3 separate regions of the Mus musculus genome follow, and regions 1 and 3 are each linked to region 2. The links are chromatin contacts, called in public Hi-C and HiChIP or PLAC-seq maps. All regions are on one chromosome and are shown on one strand. The core of a region is the stretch at or near the end of the contact, and the rest is flanking DNA. Distances in the headings are between cores, read along the strand shown. Region 1 overlaps Med12l (mediator complex subunit 12-like). Region 2 overlaps Med12l (mediator complex subunit 12-like). Region 3 overlaps Med12l (mediator complex subunit 12-like).

Region 1 (4,360 bases), core at 303-2,802, 230 kb after region 2:
AAGCACCTGTACCAAAAGCTTTGTTAACATCATTGTTCGTCAGAATCAAGCGCCAGAGTGTATACCTATAATGCCCACAATAGTTCATGGCACATAGCAAGACTTGTTAAATAGGATTCTAAGCATTGAAATGGTTGAATTAAAAAGAAAACACGTGCCTTCCTGAATTTTCCACACAGAGGAATGATTGTTGTTCTGTTTTCCCAGACCTGTATGTGGAGAGGGTTGGTGCTGGCAATGGCTTATCATCTTTGTGTGCCATTACACATGGAAGAGTCATCTTGGCAATGCTGTCTAAAGTTAGAGTTTTCTGCTAAATCTGAATTTCAGGCAAGCAGTTAGCAAAAGTGTTACGTCAAATTTTCTGTTGGGTTACTTGGACTAAATTCAGTATTTGTCACGTGAAATATTAAATATTAGTAAAATAAAAAATTCCTTGTTACTTGTCTGAAATTCACATTTAGCTATGCATTCTGTATTTGAATTTCCTATATGACTTAACAGTCCTGGGCAGCTTTTAGTCATACTGAGGACCTCCAAGGAAGAGGGAATCATGTTGCATTCACATTGAGAATGGTCTTATTAAAAACTCGTTAGGGATGTGAAGCAGATTAAGGACAAGCAATGCAGATGTGTTACAGGCACAGCACAGACCTCTCAGCCTAGTGTGGTGAGAAGAGGGGAGGTGGAGAGAGCCCAGTTACCTGAGGGAAGAGCTCAGGCACGGCTGCCTTGGATGCACTAGGCTGGCAGAGAGCCACTGTGGAAGAAGCTGGCAAAAATAAAGAAAACTCCTTACCATGCTCCTCCCTGGCCTAGGTCAGCTCTCACTTTCTATCTCTGGAGATGCTCTCTAGGGTGCTGTGACAGCCTGGTTATTGTGTTCCATACAGGCAGATGGCACAGACTGAGGTTAACAGGAAACAACCAGTTCTTTGTGTATGACTAAGAGATGCTCGTATCAGAGCATCCCAGTTGTTTCTAAGTCGCAAGAAGACAGCTGAGGAGTAGAGAAAGGAAAGAAAGAGAGGCAGTCCGACACCTGCAGTTAGGAAGTGTCCTAGTATCATTGGTGATTCTAATCAAAAACAGCTTTGCTTCTAGCAGACACTGATCAGTCAGTCTCCCCATGCTCCTCAAACATCAGCTGCAGTTCCTTGTGTGGTACTTCCAGGTCCCCTCAGACAGGGCTAGGAGAAAACTCCTTAAAATGTGAGTGTTCTTGTGTATGGCCCAGCTCACCCTGCCATGGCTGTCAGGTGGAGGTCAGATGTTCCACAAACCCATGCTCTATCTCACAGGCTCTGCTCTGCCCTGCCCATGGGGTCTGTTGGCATTGGACAGATCTCCACAGCAGAGAGCTTTCATCTTGTCAGAGAGGTCCTTGGATGAGTGGGCTACCTCTGTAGTGAGCACTTCTTCATGGAAACTCTAAAGATAAATGCCAAGCAAGTACCTGCGGGAAGCACTGTTTGGCCAGCTGTACCGTAGGCAAAACCAGACGTATCCAAACTGAGCATGTGAACGTGCCTTAGCCAGCCCCGAGGTACAGCCTGTGCCTTGTGGAGCACGAGTGGCTGACTCATCCTTCCCCTTGTTGCAATTACAGTTCCCCAGGCAAGGCTTGCAGCAGACCCAGCAACAGCAACAGACAGCCGCCCTGGTGCGACAGCTCCAAAAGCAGCTTTCTAGTAAGTACCTATCTCACACTGAGCCAGGGGAGTCTGGGAGTCAGCGACAAGCCCGGCATAGTAGGCTCTTCAGAAATCACACTGTGTCCTCTGAAACATTTTTAAAGACTTTTTCATTGAAATAGAGCTCCATCACTTTCCTTCCTCGCTTTCTTCTGTCTCCTCTCTCAGCTACTCTCCATTAAACCCCTCCTAGACCTCCACTGTCCACTCCTCCTCTTTTATTTGACTACTTTTGTTACATACATACATGCATACATACATACACATATACATACATACATATACAGATGCATACATTCATTTATTCATACATGCATGCATACACACACATATATCCATGCATGCACACATATGTGCACACATACATATATGCATAATATATGCATACATGCATGCATACATACATACATTTTTTTTTCATGTTTGGCTTGGTCTGAGGTATTTCACTTTGTCTTAGTTTGATTAGTTTTGGACTTACCTTTTTCTTCCCCTGGAAAAGCCACATTTTTCCCCTTAAATTCAGTATTTTCCTGTTGTTTTATGTGACTTTCCCAAAGCACACCCAACCCCCTTTTGTTGGTTTTATTTTATGGTGCTGAGGATAGAACCCAAGGCTTCCTGTGTTCCAGACATGTGTTCTACTGCTTAACCTCAACTCCATGCCCGGGTCTTGTTTTTATAGAGCTAGAAATGTTTAAGGAGAAACTCATCCCATGACCTTGACTTAGATCACCCCTATACCAGTATCTCAGGATAGAATCGTTTTAGAGATGGAGTGAGTCCCTTGTGTGGTGAAACATAGTGGCCTGGAGTCACAAGACCTGATTTCTTTGCCAAGGTGGCCATTATTGGCTAGGTCACGTTTTCCCACCTATGAAAGTATAGGAGACACGTTTTCCCGTGGCTTTCAGATTCAGTGTTTCTGAGTTACAGGGTGGAGTCTGCTGCATGTTGAAACAGTGATGTGGCATCCATTTGTGGCTGAGGGGTAGCTTTTTGCATGACTGCTTTGCATGTGGGAATCTTGACAGAGAGAATTGCCCCCCACCTCCCTCCACACTCCTTGGTGTCTCTGCCAGTCATATCTTAATTTTTCTTTATTTTATTTTGTTTTTGTTTTTGGTCTTTAACATATAATGTACACTTGTCTGTGTCTTTATGTAACACATCACCATGTTCCATGAATACATACATGAGATTTTTCTTTAATTTCCAAACCTGAAATATGTGTGTATGTTTTCATGTAGCCTCAGTTAATTTTGGTTACGTGAAGTAAGATCAATTTTTTTCCTAGCTGTTTTTTTTAAGTAGGTATACTCTATTAAATAATCTGTGATTAAAACAATGAAATACGACGATATTTTTGAGTTAAAATTCTTGCAGAGAATATAACCTGAAGGCTTGGCCTTATAGTGTTTATAAATCAGCACTGAGGAGTCCTGTATTGCAGACTTATCTGAAGAGCATGTCAGCTTGCTCTGCTGTCCCCAGAGTGTCAAGAGCTGGAATACAGCTCTTGGACACTGTGAGTCAATCTATCTAATCCCGAGGCATTGTGTGGGCAGCTGTGGGTCTCTCCTGTAGACTTGGCCCCTCTACAGAATACATTTGGTCACATTACATGGTTATTGGCCCCAGGGTCTAGCCTGTTGCTCTGTCCTCCCATACCTGGGGCTGTTACTGAGAGGCCCGCCAGAGAGAAGGTGTTATCTGCAGCACCAGTTCACATCTGTAACTGTTGTGTTTGCTTTCCCCTTAGGTAACCAGCCACAGCAAGGAGTGACTCCCTGTGCACACCCTTCACACTTTTGAATCGGAAAGAGAAGACATGAAGTTTATGTTTGCACTGAAAAACAGAAAATCAAATTTAGTAGTCCTCATAAGACGTCTCCTTTGGTCTTTGGTTATTTATGTTTTCCTATATTTTATGCTACATTTCATGCAGAAGTATTTAAATAAGTAAAGGAGTCATGGTTTGGTTTTATCAGATTTAAAATAGGTTTTAAAATGTGGATCATACAGGCCTACTCCAGATAGTGTGGTAGCAGACCTTTTGAAACTGGTGCTTTTTTATCTCATATTTACATAAAGAATGAATTATGGTAGGTTTAAATATTTATGTATTCATTAACGATTTTTTTTAAACCTGTGGTGGACCAAACTACTGATTTGAAAGCTGTGGCAGGTCTCGCGGGAGTGGACACATTAGCTCTTCACTCGACCGTGGCGGTGGGGTGAACATTTTTTTTTTTTTTGCATCACTTTAATTTGAAATGTTGATCATTTTCATAAGCACTTTATAAACTTCGTTCGCATTTATGAAGGACTTGGCTTCGCTTTTGTTGTGGTCCAAAGGTGCTGAAACGGATTGTTGCTTAGTACTTCCGCTTCTTCAGGGCTTCTGCAAGAGCCACCTGGAGGACTGTGGGAGTCTCTCAGAAGCAGCTGCACTCAAATTTGTTCCCAGTGGCAAAATCTTTATCCAGATTCTTCATGAAGGTACAACCTATAACCACGGGAGGCCAGAAGAACCACGGTGGAATCGGTCCATTTTACTTACTGCCAGTTTTGGTTTAAAAAAAAAAATAACTGTCCAGTTTAGGTTCTTCAGAACCTCATGCCAACTTGAGAAAAATAAAATAAAATCTCACAGCTGGCCTTAGATT
Region 2 (4,361 bases), core at 121-2,620:
AACATTAATGTTTAAATACTTAAAATGTTAAGTTTATAGCATTAACATCTTTAAAACGTGGCTTTAGTTTTTAATATGCATTTATATTAAGGCATGTATTTATGTATAAGTTTGCAAGTGACAGTTTTACTTGTCCATTTACAATTTTAAATAATGATAACAGACGGTTTTACTTGTCCACTGAACCAAAGAATCAACCTCCCCTCCCCTCCCCTTCCCTCCCCTCCCCTCTCCTCCCCTCCCCTTCCCCTCTCCTCCCCTCTTTTTCTGTTCCCTTTCTTTTTCCCTTCTTATTTGGAGATAAGGTCCTCTGTGGCTCAGGGAGACTTCTGAACTCCAAATCTTCCTGCCTTGCCTGCTTAGTGCTGAGATTGCTGGCGTGTGCCACCGTGCCTGGCTCAGGAGCCACTGTTTTCCTGAGCACTGAGTTACTTGTTATTCCTGGAATTCACATGTAAATATTGGATGGTAGCTGTGTGGCTTAGAGCAAGTTACTCACAGTTGTGTGCTCAGAGTTTTCGCATAGTTATACAACACTTGAGCATGAATATCCATTGAGATTATAAAACATAATAAGTATGTTCCAAAAATTGCTACTGTGGCCAGTAATAAAATAGCTTATATTTTATTGGAAGAACCAACATTATGTACCTGTTCTCTAGTAAGATGGAGATATATTGAGTGGTTGGTTAAGACTCAGATATGTATCTCCCATCTTTAAAATGTACCTCCTTTTTTTCTTGGGTCCTATAATTTGTCCAGGATTGATGTTGCATGCGTGGTGGGAGATAAAGTTAGCAACCTCTCTCTAGTCATGGTGGTTTGATGTTTGCTTTTACAAGGGGTGTTCTTTCTCATACCAGCTGGGGGGACCTCAGCCCCTCCTGTCTCTGTAGTCCTTGCAGACTGCTTTGTAATGGCTAAGAGGGAAATCTGATCCTTCACATCCTTGTAGGAGGTGGAGAGTCCTGATTTGCGTACAGCCTCAGCTTCAATAGTCAGCTAAAGTCCGTTAGAAATTGTAGAGTACAGGTGAGAACATTTGACACCAGGCTCTGCCTGTGGTGAGAGGAGCTGACCCTGCCCGTGCTGGGGGCACGCTTTCACTAATAGCTCATGGAATGTGAGCTGCTTTTACTCTTTCCCTGCTGGGGCGGTGTCAACTTGAGTGCTGCTGTAAAGAAGGTAGGGAATGCACCTTGTGTTTTAGTATTTTTTCCACTCTGTGTCTTATAAAAGGAAGAAATTCTCGCATTCAATTCAGAGCTCAGAGGCTGTCTGACAGTGGCCTCTGGGCCCAGCAGTCACCTGAGGGGAGTGAACCACGGAGCCCTCAGCTTCCCGGTACTGACTAGGCAGTTACTGGTGACCTCATCTCCAGGCCGCCAGGTGGGGAGGGCCCCACAGCTTTGCAGAGCTCTTGGACCACTTCCTTCCTCTTGGCCTCTCTGCTTTTGATCCTGCCTGGTGTGAGAGCAGAGGCTGCACTGCACGTTTGGGCGCTTCAGGAACGTGGAGAAGAGGGAAGACCCAAGGGTGGCAGGCAGGAAAAGCTGCTTTTCAATTCTCTTTCTGGGGCCCCTGTGAACAGACTTCTTTCCAAGTAATGAAACAGCCAGGCCAGATGCCCCAGCCAGAGCAGAGTGCTTCAGGACAGCACAGCATGGGTCGTTTTCTCAGTCTCTGCTCCTAGTATCACCATGAAACTCCAACCGCAAAACCTACATAGTGCTTGTTTATGATGGTTTCATACCAGTTTGTGCTCAAAGTTTAGAGTTCTTAGGTAACAGAAGTCTCAAGTTCAGCATGTCCTGTACTTACCTGAGTCCACCCGGTTTAGGCATTGTGCTTGATTACTGTCACCAGAAATAGGAGGGCTTTGTTTCTTTCTTGGCTGTGCTTGGGCACAGTTACCTTTCTCAGACGCCTGCTCTGTGATGTCAGGGGCTGTGCCTTATGCCTTCCATCACATCCTTAGTCCCTGGCCTCATGCCTGCCACATCATTCCAAGGATGTGGGTGTGTTTTCTTACTTTGGGCTTCTGAGCTCACTGAAAGGCTGCTGGTATGGTGACAGGGAGGAGGATATACCACTAGGATTTGTCTTGAAGGAGAGGGGTTCACGGATTCATGAAAGGTGTATTACAGTTGGTGTACAGTCAGACAAGAGAGGAAGGTATTTGCAAGTGGAGGCAGGGGCATGGCTGACAGGAAGCCCCTCAGCTGTGAAATCAGCAGGCTTTGAGGTACCTGTGGATAATTTGCTTACATTTATAAAAGGGCATGTCATTGCTAGATGACATAAGATGTTGTGAACCCATTATTAGTGCAGCATTAAGTATTCATAGTGCCTCTCATGTAACTAGGCACTTAATAGCAATAGCTACTTAATGTAAGGAAAACAAGTCCATATAAGTATAAGCCAAGGAGGTACCATCAAGTATGTCAGTCAGTTTTCCATTGCTGGGACAGAATACTTAACTGAGGGAAGATTTATTTTGGATCATTATATTGTAGAGGTTTTACCCCATGGTTACTGGGCCTGATGTCTCTGGGTCTATAGTGGATATGAATAATCATGGAGGGGAGTATGTGGTATGCTGATGGAGAGCAGAAGGAGAAGAGGGGAGGGGGAAGGTAGAGAGAGGGGGGAAGAAGGGAGAAAGAGGGGGAAGTCCACATTCTAACCACCTAACAGTGGGGTTGAGTATGCGCCCTTTGTAATAGTATTTCAGTGTCATTGGAGTTCAGTGGTCTCTCTCTCTCTCTCTTTCTCTCTCTCTCTCCCTCCTTCCTTCCTTCCTTCTCCCTCTTTCTTTCTTTCTTTCTTTCTTTCTTTCTTTCTTTCTTTCTTTCTTCCTTTCTTTCTTTAATGTATGTGAGTACACTGTCGCTGTCTTCAGACACACCAGAAGAGGGCATCAGATCCCATTACCAGATGGTTGTGTGCCACCATGTGGTTGCTAGGAATTGAACTCAGGACCTCTGGAAGAGCAGTCAGTGCTCTTAACCGCTGAGCCATCTCTCTAGCCCCCAGTGGTCATTATCTTTAAGGAAACTCTAGTTCTCTTGGAATTGTTTCACATTCAGCTGTATTTTGAGTGTTTTCCTCCCCTGCTTGAGTTAAAGTGATTTGAAAGCACTCTGCTAGTAAAACTTGGGAACAAAGCTTTAAGGATTAGGCAGTCCTTTGCTTGCATTAACGTGATATTGTTGGTACATTTCTCTTGGTCATTAGGTTGCCCCCAATGATGAAGCTGTGGTGACATTGTTATGTGAATGGGCTGTAAGCTGCAAAAGGTCTGGTAAGCACAGGGCCATGGCTGTGGCGAAACTCTTGGAGAAAAGGCAAGCGGAGATTGAGGCAGAGGTGGGTCTGTTTTTCTTCTTTTATGCATGACATAGTTAAATATGCTGTGGTGAGAAGAGATATCTTCCTCTTTACCTTTATTCCATTAGCTTTCTTTGTCTTGAGAAAGGTGTGCAAAGGACATATAGTCTTCTTAAGACTCATAGTAGGATCTAAGTAGACATGGATTTAACATTTAGATAAGAAAAAAGAAACCCAACTTTGTGAGACAGAGATTCATAAAACAGCAATAAATGTATGTAAACTTGTATATAGTGTAAACCAATTTTCTGACATTTTGAAGCCACCTCATGAATTAGTAGACTCTATTTTCTAGAGACAGGATTATGAGATTGTAGATATCAATTTGAATTATCATTTTGGGATTATGATTTAGTTCTAGATAGAATCATTAAAGCCCCAAAAACCCATAGCCAATATTTGTCAATGTTAGCTACTGTTGAAGGGGAATTTTCTAAGTGAACCTTCTTTCTTTGCTGTTTTTTGTTTTTTAAGATTGGGCTTCTTTATGTCGCCCTGGCTGCCCAGGAACTTGCTTTGTAGACCAGGCTGGCCTCAGCCTCAGAGTTCTCTACCTACCTCTACCTCCCTAAAGTGCTGGAGTTAAAGGAGTGTGCCCCCACCCCCATCTTAAAGTGAATTTTCTTAATATAAACATTAGCCTAGTGGCCCCAGGGACAGTGTAATCTGTTGAGGACTATGGCCTGCCTCACCTTGATGACTTTTGGCCTCCTATTCAGTTCTGCTTCTACTTTCTTCTCCTCTCTCCTCTACAGGAATCACAGAGTGGGCTTGTAGAAGTGTAAACAGATCGTAGTCCCCCCTTCCTGAGGCAGACAGAGCTCCCTAAGGCCCACAGAGTATCCCTTTGTTGCCTCACCTGCCTGTCCTATAACATCTGGTACCTGTTGTCCTCTGGGCTACATTCTACCCCTAATCTCAGTTGTTTCGTTCCCTAACCACATACAACTTACTTTCATTTTTGGGCCCTG
Region 3 (4,021 bases), core at 1,219-3,718, 150 kb after region 2:
ATGGTGCTTCCTCAGCTGCAGAAGCATGGTACTGATAACTGTGTTCACAGGACACACAGAGTTCTACCAGTGAGTGTCACTGTGGCTCCCCCACTTCTGAAGGGTTCGTTCTATAGTTGCAGCCATCAGTAATGGTGAACATATGCAATCCATTTTCCCTGGGAGGAGTTCTTTAGGATAAGAGGTGATGCCTTTTAGAGGGCTTTATACAAAGAATGACAAAGGGGGAGGTATATTGAAAGGTCCAACAGAAAAGTAAATAACTTTGCTCAGAAAATGGAAAACAAAAGATCCCAGGGAGAGATTAGCACTGAGAGATTTAAGGCAGTCATAAGAGTGAGGCTCTGCCTTGGATACTTACATTTGGCTAAAGGTAAATGGAGTTCTGTGTTGGATTCCTGCCCATTACTCAGGTCATTTATTTTCACACAAGGAAAAAAAGGAGTGCTTGCATTTGCAGTGATCATTAGAGGAGACCGAGGTCTAAAACCTCACTCGATCATCTCCGATTCTGAATTCCTAGCCACTTAGCTCACGCCTAGTGATCCCAACACTTTGCTTTTTGTCATCTGGAAATAAATACTAATATACCTTATACGGTCATGTTGACGTAAGTGTCGTACATTTTTTTTCTGAAGATGCTTGAAGGTCCTAGCAAGATATTTTTTTTCCTAATTATAAAACACATGCTAATGCCATATATCTAAGACCAAGCTCACTAAGGAAATGGCATTTTCCTTAAGGACATAGTAACATCATCTTATGCCATGGTCAAATTTAGACGACAGCGACAACAAAAAGTCTTTGAACAGCCAGAACTTACTCTGTAGGGTACGCCCACATCAAGTGCTTCAGGTCGGGTAGCACGTTATTATTTTACTTTAGCATGTTCCAAACTGGAAAAACAGGGGTGGTGCCGGTGAAGGTGAGTTGCCAAGCAGGTAGATGCCACCCCTGCAAGCAGGCATGGAAAGGATGTGATTAGTGTGGTGCAGGAGAAGAAAATGTACCCCCAGCTCTGCAAACTGGTTTCAGGGGCTGTTGCTGTTTTTCAGGATGAATCTTCAAGTCATGAATGTAACCAGCGCACAATCCTTCTCTATGGAGTCGGAAAAGAGCGTGATGAAGCCAGGCATCAGCTGAAGAAGATTACCAAAGATATCCTCAAAATCCTGAACAAGAAGGGCACCACAGAATCAGGGGGTAAGGCGCCTCAGTGCCCTGGCTCCCATTGCGTTTGTGCTCCCTCTGCCCACAGGCCTTATCAGAGCGCTCCATGTCACTGTCCCCAGTGTTTCCTCTCATGAATGACTGTCACACTGAAATATGAATAGGCACATTTACACTCTAAGGCCTTGCGTTCATTATTAGTAGCATTCGCATTGACCGCCTTTTGTAGGGAGATACAGGTGAGATTTGTACTTTGTCATCTGGGTGCCAAGCTTTCTATGGTCATTGCTGTGGGTGATGTTCTGAGTGACGAGGAGGAGAAATACTCTGCCTGCAAACAGCCAGTTCACCTTTCCTTTGCACCATTTGTTTTTGCTCTGTGTTTCACATGAGTGGCAGGTCATCATATAGATGCTGATTCCACATTAGCCAAAACCTAATTGCCATAGTAGCCATGGCTAAGTCTGTCACCACAGAAAAGTGAAAGAGGCAATTTGATCTTTTTGACTTGGAATTTTCTTTCCCTGTTCTTCTCACATGTTTTTGTTGTTGTTGTTGTTGTTTCTTTCAGAGCTTGGCCCTCATAGTGCGTCATTGTGTTGCATAATTGAAGTCCTATAATTATCTATTATCTATTATCATATTTGCCTAGTTACTCTCTTTAAGGTTTACGTCATTTCATAATCATGGTTTAAAACATGGCATCATTTTCTACCTTAGCCCTGCCACTGCTCGCTCCCTCTCTAGCATGGTCATTCCTATGAAGGAGGACAGGGTTGCGTTTGCCCTATGTTCACAGCTGGTTTTCCTACTTGAGTAGAAACCCCTAGGAACCTTTCCATTTTTATGACGTTAATGGGGTGCATTATTAGGGCTTGTTTGTGTATGCTAGATTTTTTCCCTACAGGTGGAAACAATTGTAACTTTTGTCTGCCATCAGCATGGGTAAGCCTACCTGAGCGCAGGCTGTCTGCTGGATGGGCTTTGGAGAACACTGTGGGGAAGTTGCCCTCATGTGATCTGTCTCCACCCCTGGCTCCCTTCCCTTGCCTGTTTAGGACCTTCAATATGCCAGCGCCACAAGAAGCAACCAAGAGCCGAGAAAGGGAAATGAAACTGTCTTCTGTTGGCTTCTTCTCATTGAGCTTGAAAAAGAAACTGCTCTGTCTAAGAAAACTCTCCTTGTGCTATTTTTTTTCTCCCTCAGAGAAAACAGGAAATAAGTTGCGATAGAAGCCTGAATATGGAAGGCTCACAAGTCCCTAGCCAAGGGCATTTGAAGTAGCTTTCGGGGGAGTTGGAATGCGGTGGGAGGTGCTGATGTCTATAAGAGGCACAGTCACGCTTAATTCATCTAAATTAGTGTAGAGGGCCTTTGCAGATTTCTGAAGTTTATGGTGGAGAAAGACCAAAGGAAGTGGGAAGGGGAAAGAAGCAGTCTTGCTGTCAAGCTTCCTTCCTTCCTTCCTTCCTTCACAGTTTTGCTTTAATGCCAAACTAGTCTTGTTTTGTCTTTGTGCCAACCCCTTAAGTAGATATTCTTCCGTATGGACTACAAAAGAGATATTCACTGTGCGGGCTTTCAAAGTATTAGTCACACAAACACCACTTCAAACTGACATCTTCCTCGATTTAATCTCAGCCACAGTGCACAGCCACTTGGTAAACAGTCTTCATTTTAAGTTATTATTTAAGACTTTGTATACAAGAAGTTAGCCAACTGTATTTGAGGCTACAGGAAACTTGTATACACACACACACACACACACACACACACACACACACACAACTACTTTACTTAGCAATGTGAAGATTGGAAAGGAAAAAAGGAAACTATCCCTTGGACTAGCATGTGCTTTAATGTTGAGAAAACAAAAATTAGACTTTTGAAGAACCCTTTAGGACACTTACAGAACCAGCCAGTCTTCCCCTAGGGGATTTGTAACTGGAAGTCTGTTGTTATGTTTTGTCTCTTTTTGAGATGGAGTCTTCTGTTTTCCAGGCAGGCTGGAATTTGAGGGATGAACCCGAAAGTCTCTTCCCCCTGCTTCTGTCTCCCATGTGCTAGGATTATGGGCTCCCACCACCATGCCTGTTTATGTGCTGCTAAGGGTTGACCTCAGGCCTGTGTGATGCTAAGCAGACAGTCTGCTGCCTGAGCAACCTCTGCTCCCCTAACTTAAAGCTTAAACACTATTTCCAGTTAAACAGCCAAATTTCATGTCAACTTCACTATAACATTGTCTAAAAAGGCCAATACTTTCAGAATTTAAAGGCTTAATTTTTTTATGTAAAAATTAAGTATTGAAAGAGCAGTGGTGCATGCCAGGAAAACAAGGAAACGGGCAAAAGAATAAAACAATACAAAACAAAACCTCTTTATATCCCCAGTGTATTGTTACTTATGCAAACGACACTGAAATCTTTCATTTCAAAGCATCATTAGTTATCAGTGGTTTCCTTTCTAGGTTACAAGACCCAGTTATATCAAGTTGAGCTTTTATGACCTTACATGTTCAGTAATGGAACCTGTTTATACAAATGAGCAAAGGAAAATGCACTTGGGAGTTCTGAGCTAGGCCTACTTCCCCAAGTCTTCTGTGTTTATTTCGATCCAAGGGAGACTAAATGATTAATATGAACACAAGACAGTAGTAGGTTGGACCCTTTCAGTTTTGGAGCAATGATTCTAGGGAATTGAAAACTAAGTCAAAACTTGGGTATCTCAACTATACTTATGATACATATAAGAGCAGTGAGAGAGAAGGCCTCATCCCACGTTTAACTTGTGCTTATGAGAATAGATGCTGGAAGAGAAGGAGGTCTAATGACAGAAGGAAGTTTTTGTCAT

What was found. HiChIP or PLAC-seq counts read pairs in DNA pulled down with a chosen protein or histone mark. Hi-C and Micro-C count contacts between places; a contact is called where the count stands out from the background.
Region 1: a Hi-C map of granulocyte-monocyte progenitors shows a contact between it and region 2, with 4 times the contacts expected there. The contact joins two enhancer-like sites. A contact is called at or near these places in 3 of 15 datasets of contacts at CTCF or cohesin (CD8 T cells, the NIH/3T3 cell line and pro-B cells), 28 of 484 Hi-C or Micro-C datasets (B cells, the Ba/F3 cell line, the C10 cell line and 20 more), 5 of 115 datasets of contacts at active chromatin or transcription factors (the 230-238 cell line, T-cell acute lymphoblastic leukemia, bone marrow-derived dendritic cells and 2 more) and 1 of 9 other capture datasets (embryonic stem cells).
Region 3: a contact with region 2 is called in a CTCF HiChIP or PLAC-seq map of CD8 T cells, with 28 read pairs. The contact joins two enhancer-like sites. A contact is called at or near these places in 1 of 39 promoter capture datasets (the HPC-7 cell line), 1 of 15 datasets of contacts at CTCF or cohesin (CD8 T cells), 3 of 484 Hi-C or Micro-C datasets (Th1 cells, Th2 cells and pro-B cells), 2 of 115 datasets of contacts at active chromatin or transcription factors (CD8 T cells and effector CD8 T cells) and 3 of 9 other capture datasets (adipose tissue, embryonic stem cells and liver).

Annotation. Positions count from the first base shown.
Region 1 is chr3:59,311,244-59,315,603 of GRCm38.p6, forward strand. Med12l (mediator complex subunit 12-like) reads left to right here. Exons shown (of 44, transcript NM_177855.3): 43 at 1,610-1,691; 44 at 3,454-4,360. The coding sequence ends at 3,506. Among named protein-coding and RNA genes, the nearest start is that of Igsf10, 31 kb to the right of the region's middle. Within about 2 kb of position 1,553, at least 83 of the 459 cell types and tissues checked have an H3K27ac peak or open chromatin away from gene starts, as enhancers often do. A contact at or near this core is called in CD8 T cells, granulocyte-monocyte progenitors and memory CD8 T cells, where this site is marked.
Region 2 is chr3:59,079,716-59,084,076 of GRCm38.p6, forward strand. It overlaps Med12l (mediator complex subunit 12-like), which reads left to right. Exons shown (of 44, transcript NM_177855.3): 11 at 3,238-3,369. Among named protein-coding and RNA genes, the nearest start is that of Gpr171, 20 kb to the right of the region's middle. Within about 2 kb of position 1,371, at least 80 of the 459 cell types and tissues checked have an H3K27ac peak or open chromatin away from gene starts, as enhancers often do. A contact at or near this core is called in CD8 T cells, Th1 cells, Th2 cells and 3 more, where this site is marked.
Region 3 is chr3:59,226,628-59,230,648 of GRCm38.p6, forward strand. It overlaps Med12l (mediator complex subunit 12-like), which reads left to right. Exons shown (of 44, transcript NM_177855.3): 16 at 1,056-1,203. It overlaps P2ry12 (purinergic receptor P2Y, G-protein coupled 12), which reads right to left. Exons shown (of 5, transcript NM_001357008.1): 2 at 824-954. Among named protein-coding and RNA genes, the nearest start is that of P2ry13, 18 kb to the left of the region's middle. Within about 2 kb of position 2,469, at least 142 of the 459 cell types and tissues checked have an H3K27ac peak or open chromatin away from gene starts, as enhancers often do. A contact at or near this core is called in CD8 T cells, Th1 cells, Th2 cells and 1 more, where this site is marked.